Linked DNA regions of Mus musculus: region 1 is linked to region 2. A link is a contact called in public HiChIP or PLAC-seq data. All regions are on one chromosome and are shown on one strand. Each heading gives the region's core, a stretch centred on a gene start, on an enhancer-like site or on the middle of the called end of the contact. The rest is flanking DNA. Distances are from core to core; before and after follow the strand shown. Region 1 has its middle 23 kb from the start of Gm30633. Region 2 holds the start of Nkx6-3 (NK6 homeobox 3).

Region 1 (2,700 bases), core at 39-2,538, 1.2 Mb after region 2:
GTGAGCAAAGCTTTTACTGCCACTCAAAGTTAGCAGTGCCATCCTTGTTCTGTAATCCTCTGCACTGGCTAGCACTGCACATAGACTTCTGTGAGGTGTAACTACTTGGAACTGGACCTAGGGAAGAAAAGCAAGAGGCAAATACCCTACCCCTGATCCTTTTCTCCCTCCCCACAAAAACAAACCTTCCACATGCTTGAGTTCCTCACGAAGGAGCCTAGAATATGCGCTAACTCTTCCACCTCCAGGGTCATGGTACCTGAAAAAGCATCTCACTTCCTTCCAACCAGGCACTGTCTCTGGTGTATTGGTTTTCAAGTAGCCATACCTGTTATGAAATATAATGTAACAGATCTGGTTGGTGTAAGAGGGTTTATTTGGGGGAAGGGAGGAGGTGAAAACTGGAGAAGGGTTAGAGGCAGATGAGTAGATATGTGGACAGGCAGACAGACAGGAGCAGAGCCTTGAGAGCAGAGTCGGGGGGGGGGGGAACAGAGGACAACAGAAATGGGGAGAGGGAGACTGGCTGGGGACAACAGAGAGAGAGCTAGGGTAGCTAGCAGTCCACATCTGGCTCACTTGGCCTCAGCAGTGGCAGGTGATAAGGTAAGCAATTGCCAGGTCCCCAAGGGCAAGCCAGCAGAATCATGTGTATGCTAACAATACCCCAGAGCCAGTAACAGAAGGCCTGAAAATCGTTTTGTATATTAACTATCATGCAAACATTTGAGAAACTTAAGTGTCCTGGTAGATGCAGAGACATCTTCATTGTCGGGCTCTGTTGTTAATATAATCTGGCGTGTAACTCAGGAAATGTTTCTTAAGCATTTATTATCTGTGTAAGAGGCAAAAATAATTCACTTCTACTCTGAATTCTTAACCAGGACCTTCTGCAACAAAGGACCGATTGAAGTGGGGAAAAATAGAGAAAGAGAGAAGTTTGTCGACAGGATAGCTCACATGTACACAATACAGAAGAGTGGGGAGGGGGAGTATATAGACTAACATGTGAAGGAATCCATGAAAATCTGTGGGCCCTCCCCACCAAGGCTCACATTAACAGCACTCTGGTAGAAAGCCTGCATTGTACAGATCCAGACCAGTCCAGCCCAGCCCAGCCCAGCCCAGCCCAGCTCACCTCAGCCCAGCCCAGCTCACCTCAGCCCAGCCCAGCCCAGCCCAGCCCAGCCCAGCCCAGCCCAGCCCAGCCCAGCCCAGCCCAGCCCAGCCCAGCCCAGTGCAGTGCAGTGTCTGGTTGCTTCTTAACCTCTCCAGCCCAGTTCCTTTGTTTCTCTCACTATCCATATGCTTCAGGTCTAATTCTTGTTTCTGACAAGACCCTGGAAATCCCAGTGGGTGTCCTCCATACCCAATCCTTGCTTGTGACACTAGAAGATGAACAGAAAAAAAGAGAGATTTAAAAGAGGTGGCTTGAGAACCAAGTTTAGATATCTCCAGCTGAAGCCAAAGTGAAAGGAATTTAAGGTATTTAAAGTATTGCTCAAAGGGAGACAACAGGGGAAAGCTCAGAGATTAAGGGTCAGGTTGTTTCCTAGATTGAAACCCTGCACTAAATCCTTCTCCTCTTGTGATTCATAGTTTCTCTAATGCAGAAAAGACTCATTCCTTATATCCTTGAAAAAAGGAACTTCTGCTCTATCTTTTAACTTTCCCTGTCTTTGCTTTTATTAAAACAATCAGTTTTGAGCAGGGGTATGGCTGAATCATATATCGCTTAGCATGTCTAAGGATCTGAATTTAACTCCCAGCCTTCCAAAGCCATCTACCAAATATTCAAGTAGAGAAAGATAACTCAAAATAATTTCAATACACAGGAAAAATGGGTCGATAGGTAGAGCCTGAGTAGTTTCCGATGGGTGAGGGGCCCTGAAAATTCTACAGCCTACCAAGCCACCATGGCCAGTTCCTGTCTCAAGTTTGAAGAGTGAAATTCAAAGACAACAAGAGAACAAGCTTATACAAGAGATTGTTCTAGAACTGAAGAGAGAATATAGCTGTAGTGAGAGTTTGGGTTTCTTTAAAAACACAGTTATGTTACATGACTATGTTTTTGTTTGAATCCCAAGTGTGGGATAAGAAGCGGGGTCATAGAAGGTGATTATGATTTGCCTCATGCACTAGCGGGGGTGTGATATTTGCCAGGGGCAGAGAGTCTAATTCTGGGGATTCTGGAGAAGGTATAAGTGGGAGAGTCCTGAGAGGGGCTAGAGTGACTGCTGCTCCCTCTGCTGCTGTCCTATCTGCTGTCACCCAGCTGCTGCTGCTGGTTTGCTTTTGTATTTGTTATTGCTGGATTGCTGGTTTTCTGGATATTCTGGATATTCTGACTATAAACATTGTACTTTCCCCTAAGGAACCTAGTGTTTCTTATCAGCAGGAAGTAGCTTATAGAAGCCTATGCCCCCTTTCCCCTCTAACCTTCTTTCTCTCCTACCTAGTATTGGGAGGTTAGAAAGGATTGGCGCGGAGAAAGGGGAAGAGAGTTAAAGGTATAAGAACACAATAAAATGGCTTTAAAAATTGCACCAACACAGAGCTGCTATATAGCATGAGTGGTGCTTTAGAAATGGGATACCATTGAAACCAACAGACTAAATAGGAGATAAACACAGACACCCAGTGTATTAACAGACAAATGTGATCTATGTGTACATATGAAATTCAGAGGAAGGCTAGAAT
Region 2 (2,700 bases), core at 96-2,595:
AAAGAGAGAGAGAGAGAGAGAGAGAGAGAGAGAGAGAGAGAGAGAGAGAGAGAGCGCACACACACACACACTGAGACTCTTAATTTTAAAGGTCTTCAAAAAAATAGCCCAACCTGTAGGAAGGTCATCTTGCCCTGCGTAAAAGCTTTTCTATCTGATCCTCACCTAAATCACCCATGGCACGGAAAGTATTGCTTACATTACAGTCAAATTCTCCACAGCAAGCCAGCTTTCTCTACCTCAGACCTCTGCCTCAAACAAAGCTAACAAAGAAAAGGCTCTGTCTCTCACCTGTGAAAACACAGATCCCTCCAAACACAAGACAGTGTGTTCCCCAAAGCCCCAGTGGCCTGGTCAGGAAGAAGTCATTTAGATAGCCAATCACCTTGCACCTGCCATTTCACACTTCAGGTGACTTCAGGAAAGAATTTAGAGACTAGCCTGGCAGGCAAGCCCTGATTCCTCTGTGCCTCTGTTTCCCCGTTATCAACTGAGAGACGGTACCCACAAGAATCATCAGATTGCAAAAATTCCTCAGAAACAAAGCGAATGGTGGCGTCCTTATAGTCAGTGTAGCCCCAAGCCTCAGCCCGACTGCCCTGCTTAGGTCTCTGCCTCAGGAGCCCAGGGCTGCTCACAGGAGAGAAAGAGACTTCACCCAGGACACAGCCAGCCAGACTACTCAAGAGACCAAGAAAGGCTGGCTGGGAGAAACAGGAACCACCATTCTTCAGTGGAATGCCTTCTGACCCCCCACACCCCTGCAACTCCCAGAGCTGTTCCACGGCCCACTCCCTAAGCAAGACGTTTCCCACCCCGTGGTCTCAAGGCCAGAGACTTGCATTCCCCCAGAGAATAGTGATTGCTCAGTCTCCCCACTTACCCAGGAGAAAGGGAAGCAGCTGTATGTTACCTCAAAGCGTCACATTCATTCCGACAGGGGCAGCTTGGGACTGTGACCTCTGAGCCTCTCTCTCTCTCTCTCTCTCTCTCTCTCTGACTTCCGCAGGAGCCTCCAGTCCCTACCTCCAGGCGCCCACCTTTTCTTAGATACTGGACTTGGGTAAGCAAATGGAGCCTGTGACCAGGCTCAGGGCGCCTAGAGCTAATTCTTTCACACACGCACATGAGCACACACACATGCACACACACACACACACACACACACACACGGACTGGCTGATTTACAGTCAATCTTTCAAAGTGCAATTTGTCTAGGAGAAGCCAATGTGAGGCCCATGTGGTCTCCAACCAATGGCGACACAGCGCTTGCAGCTCAGCCAGTCTCAGGTCTGTATTCTAATGGGCCATATCTTTATCAAGGAAATGTCCCCTCTCTGAACTTAAAACTTCTGATGGAGGGCCCCCAGACTCAGAGGCAGAGAAACCGGGTGCTCTGAGTATGGAAAGCACCCCTCCTTAGGCCCAGCGGGCAGAGAGGGAAAGAGGAAGGCCGCCCACCTTCTCTGGACACCTGACTTGCCAGAGGGCTGACGTAGGTGCCCCATCTCTGAGGAAGGGCCGAGCCAGAGGGCAGTCTGAGGCTCGGGGTGGGATGGGGGGCTCTGATTCTCCAAACCTGTCATGAGGTTCTGGGCCACCATTTGAAGTGCTGGCCTTTAAGGGTTCCTGGACCACCGATTCGCTGACCTGGAGACCATGGAGTCCAACCTGCAGGGGACCTTCCTCCTGAACAACACACAGCTGGCCCAGTTCTCAGAAATGAAGGCTCCCATGTGCCAGTACTCGGTGCAGAACTCTTTCTACAAGCTCAGCCCTCCGGGACTTGGCCCCCAGCTGGCGGCTGGGACTCCCCATGGAATCACTGACATCCTGAGCAGACCGGTTGCCACCCCGAACAGCAGCCTCCTCTCTGGCTACCCCCACGTGGCAGGCTTTGGTGGACTCAGCTCCCAGGGCGTCTACTATGGCCCCCAGGTGGGGAGCTTTTCCAAGGCTGGAAATGAGTACCCGACCCGGACCCGGAACTGCTGGGCAGACACAGGCCAGGACTGGAGAGGCAGCGCTCGGCCATGCAGCAACAGTGAGTACAGGGCCTTCACCCCCAGCCCAACCTGTCCCGGGGAGAAGGCAGGAGGGGGGGGGTCTTTTAAAGGCCGGGCTGCACGCGACCTACCTAACCTCAGCCGCTATTACACAGCCCTGCCAATTCCTGGTCCCTTTTCTCAGCTCACAGCAGAACTGAACCCCACCCTTCTCCCTCCTCCCTACTTCTACCTAGCACAGGTGTCTGGACCCACAGTCACTTCTTGCCCTTCAAGGGACCTTGGGTTCTCCAGGCCCCACGATCACAGTCCATCCCACCATATGCAGCACGTAGCTTAAGTTCGCTTCTGCCCGGAGACATGGCGCCCCTTCACACAGTGAGGCACAGTGCTACCCTGGTGAAGAAAACTTAATGAATTTAGTATCGTATCCCTAAGAGCCCAATGTTATATAGGATTGTTCCAAAAACCCACTGGGGTCCCATCCAGGGCCCATCACCCACCTTCCTGTTCCCCCGTTCATGTCAGCAATGGCAGAACCAGAGCGCTAAGATGACCTTGGCCCTGACTGCTAGGGAGCGGGGCGGGGGGGGGGGGGGCTTACCCCACCCATCCCTGAGACTCAGGTTTCTGAGAACTGGAGTGGAGGGGGTGGGTATTATGCCAATCAGGGATCCAGGAAGTGCCCGGGGCA

The links. HiChIP or PLAC-seq counts read pairs in DNA pulled down with a chosen protein or histone mark.
Region 1: an H3K27ac HiChIP or PLAC-seq map of embryonic stem cells shows a contact between it and region 2, with 2.6 times the contacts expected there. The contact joins the enhancer-like site here to the promoter of Nkx6-3 in region 2. A contact is called at or near these places in 4 of 39 promoter capture datasets (the C10 cell line, frontonasal cranial neural crest and liver) and 2 of 115 datasets of contacts at active chromatin or transcription factors (both in embryonic stem cells).

The regions. Positions count from the first base shown.
Region 1 is chr8:24,358,058-24,360,757 of GRCm38.p6, forward strand. No RefSeq gene overlaps it. Among named protein-coding and RNA genes, the nearest start is that of Gm30633, 23 kb to the right of the region's middle. Within about 2 kb of position 1,289, at least 37 of the 459 cell types and tissues checked have an H3K27ac peak or open chromatin away from gene starts, as enhancers often do. A contact at or near this core is called in embryonic stem cells, where this site is marked.
Region 2 is chr8:23,151,926-23,154,625 of GRCm38.p6, forward strand. Nkx6-3 (NK6 homeobox 3) reads left to right here and starts at 1,346. Exons shown (of 3, transcript NM_029002.2): 1 at 1,346-2,044. The coding sequence starts at 1,660.